Linked DNA regions of Mus musculus: region 2 is linked to region 1. Evidence: chromatin contacts called from public HiChIP or PLAC-seq data. All regions are on one chromosome and are shown on one strand. Each heading gives the region's core, a stretch centred on a gene start, on an enhancer-like site or on the middle of the called end of the contact. The rest is flanking DNA. Distances are from core to core; before and after follow the strand shown.

Region 1 (3,719 bases), core at 318-2,817:
AGTCAGTAACTTGTAAGAAGAGATGAGCAGGGGAGTCTGCATTGAGACATGGGGAGTGCAGAAGTGGAGGCATCAATTGCCTATGATCACTGTGAGCACCTATGATTGATAGCCTATGACCACCTATGACCACATCGGACACTTGTGGTGTGAGAGGACAATGTGAATCACTTCTCTATGTACAGTTAATCTATATTATGCTGTAAATTATAACCAGCTAAACAATGATGCTCATTTATATATTATCCTGGTATACAAATAAATACAGTGGGATGTTTCAAAACAGTAAGAAAAAGCATGTTATATAGTCACATCCATTCAATTCAGTTAAATCGTAGAGTTTTCTTAGGTTACTGTACATTACATATACATGTAGAATATATTATACATTTGCATAAATTAAGAAAGCAACTAATCTTAGATGATAAGATTTTGAAGAGTATTCTCAAAATGTAGCCTCAGCAAAATCTGGTGTCCTGACTACTTTTGTAAATAAAGTTTTCTTGGGGGTTAAAACTATGCCTATGTATGTATACTGTCTATGGGTACTTTTGTGTCAAACTGAATAGTTGTGATAGAAACTGTACAGACCATAAATATTTATGCAGATAGAAATATGTAGAGTCTTGTCCCTTACAGAAAGAACGTTGGTTGATGCCTGCATTCATCCCTGAGAGGAATAACAACCCAAGTTTTACAATGTCTACTTTTGTTTTAGTGACACACGTAGCTGCCGGGAGCCTCAGAACCCTGGGATCCAGTGACTTACAGTCAGAAGCCTTTCAGCAGTTGGTCTTTTCTTGGGGTTTTTAGTTAGTGCTATTTTGACAAAATTATGGAATGTCGATGACCTTCAAATAAAAAGAGACAGTATAAAAATATTTCACTTGTATTAGTTTTCTGCCGTTAGTATATAAAATCAACTTAGGAATAGTTAGAAAGTGAGAAACAAAGTCCCCTTTTTCCTTAGGCCTCTTAGTTCCTCTTACTTAGGCCAAAACCTCAACATGGACCACAGTCTGCCCTTGTACATTTGTGCAGCTGTTTTGTCTAAGTACTGTGTAATTAAACAGCAACAGGAACAGGTAACTTCAAACACCGCTCTACAGACAGAAGGCGGCAGGCCATGTCGAATGCATGGTTTAAGGTTCTCTTTCAAGGTGCTGTAAAAGCCAAATGCCCTTTTCTTATTGTTTAATTTACAGAGTGCTTTTGATTTCCATACTGAGTTAGATTACATGGAGAGTAGAGAGACTAATACAAGACAATTTAAATTCTAAAAGAATTTCTGGAATTCATAATGAAAGGGCAAAGAAAAATGAATGATTTTAGCAACCAAAAAGATGTCCCTGCTACCTGCATTGATGAAGCAGGGAGAGGGAGAAGCAAAAAATAAATAAATACATACATACATACATACATACAAATAAATTTAAAAAAAGAAGAAAGAAAAGAGAAAGAATTCTATTTTCATTACTAATAACAAACAGGCTTCTTTCTGACAGCGTCAAGATTCCACCAGGGGAAAATAGCTTAAGAACCAAGGAGGTTGCCATAGTAACCGGCCAAGACAACACAGCACATCTCAGCGGAGAGATGCCTCACTGTTCTGCCTGTGGTGACTTGTAAGTGACACTCGAGAAACGGCAGGAGACTGGTCGGGAGTCTCTGATGTTACCAGTGTCTCTGGAATCTGACCATGAACTCACTGTTGGTATACAGTATTTACTGTTTCTGAGTGGATATTAAGGCATTCTTGTCACAAAGTCCTCTAGTTCTAAAACGCTAGGAGCTTGGGGCCAGTGTCAGCACAGAAAGGCATACTACTGCGTGGCTTGCCCGTCATTCTTGCCACCACCCTAAGATGACCTTGCTCATAGACGAAGCTGTTCCCCTCAGGTTATAACACATAATGCCCTTCAGAGTCTACTCGAATCTGGAATCTCCCAGTATGGACTGTCTCATCACGCGCACTTTCCAAACCTTCACATATTCACATCTAGTCCCTTCCTCAGCACGTTTCTTTCACCCAGACAGCAGCACAGTGGAAAGTGGCTGCTTGGGAATGACAGGGATGTCTAGAATATAAACCTGGCTCCTTGCCACATGCTCACAGAGGGACGGACAGTCATGCACCAATGGGGTATGCGGCTCAACGCCTGCAAGCCCTGGAGTGGTCATCTAGAACGTACTGAACTGACTGCCGGATCTTCAGCACTGTGTAATCTGTAACTCACCATTTAGTTTTGTCCTTTAGCTTTGGAGGCTGGAAATTACTTTTTGACATTAAGAAGAGAGCCCTGAAACAGAAATTTCAGTTAAAGGCAATACTAAGATACTTCATCGTTGCAACCGACAGCCAGGATGAATATTCAGTTGTAAATTTGTGTAAGACTCCCTCATGGAAAGGCACTGAAGACATTGCTTTGGACATGGAATTTAAAAAAAAAGATTTATTTATTTTTATTTATATGAGTACACTGTAGCTGTCTTCAGACACATCAGAAGGGGGCATAGGATCCCATTATAGACAGTTGTGAGCCACCATGTGGTTGCTTGGAATTGAACTCAGGACCTCTGGGAGAGTAGTCAGTGCCCTTAACCACTGAGCCATCTCTCCAGCTAGGATATGGAATTTTTTAATATTTGTGTTTTGTTTTCTGATGACACGGGGTCAAGTCCTGGACTTTGTACTAGCCAGACAAGCACCTCTACTGCTGGGATGTGCCTCAGTCCTTAGCTTTTTTTGTGTTTTGGGAAGGTTCTGGAATACTTCTGCTAGCTTTAAAAAAGATCTTTAAATGTCAAACAGGCCCTTATTTATAAAACAAAGACATAAAATGTCAGTTTCATTACCACATGTACCTACATAACTCATACTATATTGCAGGCATATTTACATAATTGTGCCTTAGCTTATTACACAGCACTGACATGTTCCTTTAAAATTAAGTTATAGGTTTAAGCAAAGCCTGGCATCTATGATTCTGACAAATCATATCCATTTCCTGATGTCTCCGGTTTACAAGCTAACCTATAAGAGTACTCTATGAATTCACCTTTAAGAGAGAAAGGTCAACTTGCCCCTGAATATATGTGCAGTGTATGTGTGTGAATGTTCACCCCCGCACATGTGTGCAGTGTTTACCTTTCACATGTGTACAATGTATGAGAGTCTGCTTGCCCTGTGCATGTGTGCAGAGGGCTGTCTTCCTTTACTGTTCTCCATCTTCTTTTGGGGGACAGGGTCTCACATGGAACCCGGAGCTTTGTTTTGTCTAGAAAGGCTGCCCAGTAAAACTCCGGGGGATCTGCCTATCCCTGACACCCCAGCACGTGAGTTCAGGTACGTGGTGTCACGCCCAGCTTTTATAAGGGTGCTAAGCCTAGGTCTATAATTGTGTGCACAGTGAGGCATCACCGCAGACCCCCGAGCAGGTTTATGACATTATTTCTGAGCCCCTTACAGTACTTTTGCTAGTGTGATACAGGTGAAAATGAGCTAATAACCCCGAGTAATCAGTACTTCATCTTCCCAAAGTGATGTGAGTAATGACAACACCTCATTGGATGCAGGTCAAACATAGGCGGCTGCAGTTCTCCCAGCTCGATTGCTGTTATTCCGACGGCCCAGATATCACAGAGTTGGTTGTAGCCACCATTCTTTTCCACTGCTGCAACTTCTGGAGCCATCCTAGAAAATATGCTACTCTTAGTTA
Region 2 (3,777 bases), core at 88-2,587, 36 kb after region 1:
TTTCTGTTTTGTTTTTTTTTTTTTTAAAGATTTACTTTTATTTTCTGTGCATGGGGTTCGCCTCACATATGGCTTACACCACCCACAGGCCTGGTGCTCACAGATATGAGAAGGACTCAGATCCTTGGAGCTGGACTGACATGTAGCTGCGAGCTGCCATGCGGGTTCTGGGAATCAACTGCAAGCCCTGTTGAAGAAGAGCCAGTGCCCTTAAGTGCTGAGCCGGCTCGGATTAGGCAGAGTTTTAAGAGTCTACACGCAGAGACACGGACAGTGCACATTTGTCTGTTCCTTACAGAGCTAAGCACATGATACAGCAATCTCTGCTCCTAGGCATGTACCCAAGTGAACCGAAAACTTACTTCTGCACACTGATGTTTATAGCAGCCAATCCATAATAAAATAAGACAGGTGACATTCATGATGTCACTCAATAGATAAATGGGTAACTGTGGTGCATCTACTGGTAATAAAGGCAGGAGCCAACAGGCCATGAGCACAGATGGAGGAGCCTTAAATAATGTAAACCGAAGAAGTCAACCTGAAGAAGCTATCAGTATAAACACAATAAGGTATAACCCCACCCAGAATAGAGCAGGATAGGAAGAGGCAGAGCTTCGGAAATGGGAAAACAACTACAACCACAACCACAACCTCCATACCAAACCCAACCAACCACAACAAAGGCCAAAGTTAAAGATATTATCTATCAGTGGTTAGCAAGAGAAATAAAGAGGGGGCGTGTAGAGGATTCTGGGGGCCGCCAAGGTTTTCTCTGAGAGGCTGCAACACTGGAAACACATCATCATGTGCTTTTCAAAAAGCACGCGCAGCGCCAGGAGCAAACCTTTATTTAAATGGAGGTACACACAGGCCTTCCACAAAAACGCAAGGCAACAAGGTGAACTTGAATACAGGTTAGGGATAGATAAATACATTCTATGTAACTGTCTGATCAACTTTGTAACTATAAAAATGCACAAGGATTAAGTCATCTGATAAGACACTTTCCAGAATTATTACTTAAAGAATATATCTGTTCAGACACATCAATTCTTAGTGTATAAACTGATGACACGGCTGCTCCTTGATATGATTAATGGGAGGTTTTTATTACAGATGAGAAAGAGAGAAACACATACATACACACACACACAGAGAGAGAGAGAGAGAGAGAGAGAGAGAGAGAAACAGTCAACAAAGAAATAGAGAGAGAGAGAGAGAGAGAGAGAGAGAGAAACAGTCAACAAAGAAATAGAATGGCCATGGTGGGCCAGAGGGAGGCTGCAAGAGAGGGCAGATTAGCAGAGCAGAGTATGGGAGGGGCAGCGGGTTAGAGGAGAATGAAGAGCAGTGGAGAGGAAAGCACAGAGCTGGAGGGAGTTTAGGGTAGGGGAGGAGATGCTGAGAAGGGCTAGGATGCTGGCCAGCTAAGACTGAAATGAGTAATGGGTGCTCTAGAGGCTGAGGGAGCCAGGAGGCCTGTGTGGGCTTTGATATGTTCATAGACACCACAGGTAGCCAGCCATAAATCCCTTCTACCAGAGAAAAGGGAAATCACTCCTGGAGGCAGAGAACCGGTTTCACAAGTTTCTGAGGAATGCTGGCTGCTATCTACCGACAGGAATGCTCCTATACCCCAGATGTGCTCATTTCTGGATACCTGGATTGCCTTGGGGGCTTGAGGGGTGGAGTTTCATTTGGACCGGGCAGGAACCAGTATAAACACACCATTTCAACTTAATAACTAAAGTGAAAAAAGTTATGCCCAAGGACTCCTTTTTTCTCCCCAGAGTGGCTCAGAAAGAAACAGAGCTTTGGAAAATTTGAAAACAACCACGGAAACTCAGAAAAATGGTATTTTAAAATCAGTTGTACTGTGTAGAAGCCAGAGTATATGTAGTTACAAAAGTAAAAGCAAAGAGCCACAAACTACAACCGTCACCGACAGAGACACTCAAATGTCAGCTTGCACTGGGAGACGGCTTTCTGTCGTCTCTGTAGGAAAGAACTGATGGGCAAATGTTTGTACTCGGTAATTTTCCAGCTGAATTTTTAAAACAGAAAGCAGTACCAGGCTCTTTTATAATGAAAGGCAAAGAGGCTTTCAGGGGGGGGGATGCCCATGTTCACACACACAGAGACTTTTCAGATTCAATTCAAATCAAGTGATCTTCCAGACACTTAACTATGCAATTTCACAATATAACCCAAAGCAGTACTGGATTTTGGAATACTGAATTGTAAACTCCAACACTCCCCTCCAGTGTACTGTGCTTTAAACTAACACAGAGAATTTGAAGATTTTGTACTGCTTACAAAATGAAATAAATTCCCACAGCACTCTACAAAGAAATCTTAATATATTAGTTCCTATATTAGCAAGTTATTTGTATAATACGCAGACAGGCATGGTAAGCACCCAGAAATTCAATACAATGGAATTAGGATAGTTATACATCTTAGTTAATTCTTACCAGATGGCTACTCAAATTATTACATGGAAAAAGATAAATTTATCTATAAAGTCATCTTACTCCACAGTAACTTTCTTCTTGCATACTTTTAGGGTTACAAAACTTTATGAAGCCAACTGAAGGCTTTGACTTCACTTCCTCCATTTTTTAAAAAAAAAATAACTAGAAAACAGGAGTCTCAATATTCAGTAAGGTTCTCTGTGTCCAGAAAGTGTTCGGTAGGGTCATCAGGTTTCCAGACCTCAGATGGAAGAACTGGAATAACACTACAAAAATTAACAACAGAGCATCTACAAGGTTTAAAGAAAGGAATAGTAGCTGGCTTATACACAAAAGAAGTAACTAATTGTGCCTCAGGCTTTAAAGTCCTATGTCCAATTCTTTAAGGACATTATTTTTTAACGAGTTCATTCATACCACAATACTACAGAGTACTTACTGTGTGCCAGGCACTGGTACTGGTACTAGTGATGTAATAGAACCTGTACTGTAGTCTTCAGGGAGTTTTTCCTGGTAGGGGGGCTACAAAAGTAGAGGGAGAATACACTAGAGTTGTATGAACTCTCGAACATTACAAAGCCTGGGGGTGTTCTCAGCCCAGGCTCAGTGCACTGGAGAAAAGGTTTCCAAGGGGGAAATAAATCCAAAATGAGATAACAGAAGAGATTTTCCGGGTGGTGGGAAAAGGTGCCATTACCCGGTTATGCATGGCAGAGTTCTGTGCAACACTCAAGGGCAGTTGAGTGACAGGATGGACAGTTCCAAGAAGTCAGTGTCTGCCACTAACTGGTCATAATAATGGTGAGAGGTAAGGACAGTCTGAAGCTCAGGACAGACTGTTGCACTCTCTGTTTTCCTCTAGCCATTACCCACTAACTTCTAGGCTTTTTCTCTGACAGCTTAACAACTAGCCCAGGCAATTCCCTCATTATCCCCACTCGCCACCACTCCTGCGGGAGTCCAACCTTTAGCTCCACCCTCCCGACCTCTCAGTCAGGGCTCTAACTCAATTTCTGATCCTCTTAGCCCTACGTTGGTATTGTGGGGTGTGCTCCCACGCTCAGTATATACAGTGCTGAGCTCAGGGCTTTGTGTGTTCTAAGCCAAACTTTCTTATTTATTTAGAGATGAGTTCTCACTTGATGGCTCAAGCGGGCTTGGAACTCAGTGTAGGCTCAGCTGGGCTTGGGCTTGTAGTGATTCCCCCTGCCTCTGCCTCCTGAGTCTGAGGACAGTACTGTCACATCCAGTCTCTCACGCACACTCGCCTTCCCTCCCTCCCTGCTCTAATCCAACAATT

Evidence for each region. HiChIP or PLAC-seq counts read pairs in DNA pulled down with a chosen protein or histone mark.
Region 2: an H3K27ac HiChIP or PLAC-seq map of embryonic fibroblasts shows a contact between it and region 1, with 21 read pairs. The contact joins the enhancer-like site here to the promoter of 4931403G20Rik in region 1. A contact is called at or near these places in 1 of 15 datasets of contacts at CTCF or cohesin (the NIH/3T3 cell line), 22 of 484 Hi-C or Micro-C datasets (the HPC-5 cell line, the HPC-7 cell line, LSK cells and 16 more), 6 of 115 datasets of contacts at active chromatin or transcription factors (the HPC-7 cell line, the NIH/3T3 cell line, embryonic fibroblasts and 2 more) and 4 of 9 other capture datasets (adipose tissue, embryonic stem cells, liver and 1 more).

Annotation. Positions count from the first base shown.
Region 1 is chr12:69,842,119-69,845,837 of GRCm38.p6, forward strand. 4931403G20Rik (RIKEN cDNA 4931403G20 gene) reads left to right here and starts at 1,568. Exons shown (of 3, transcript NR_038173.1): 1 at 1,568-1,625; 2 at 3,247-3,346. It overlaps Map4k5 (mitogen-activated protein kinase kinase kinase kinase 5), which reads right to left. Exons shown (of 32, transcript NM_201519.2): 9 at 3,563-3,694; 10 at 2,238-2,300; 11 at 770-851.
Region 2 is chr12:69,877,919-69,881,695 of GRCm38.p6, forward strand. All of the region lies in intron 1 of Map4k5 (mitogen-activated protein kinase kinase kinase kinase 5), which reads right to left. Among named protein-coding and RNA genes, the nearest start is that of Atl1, 13 kb to the right of the region's middle. Within about 2 kb of position 1,338, at least 123 of the 459 cell types and tissues checked have an H3K27ac peak or open chromatin away from gene starts, as enhancers often do. A contact at or near this core is called in adipose tissue, embryonic fibroblasts, embryonic stem cells and 5 more, where this site is marked.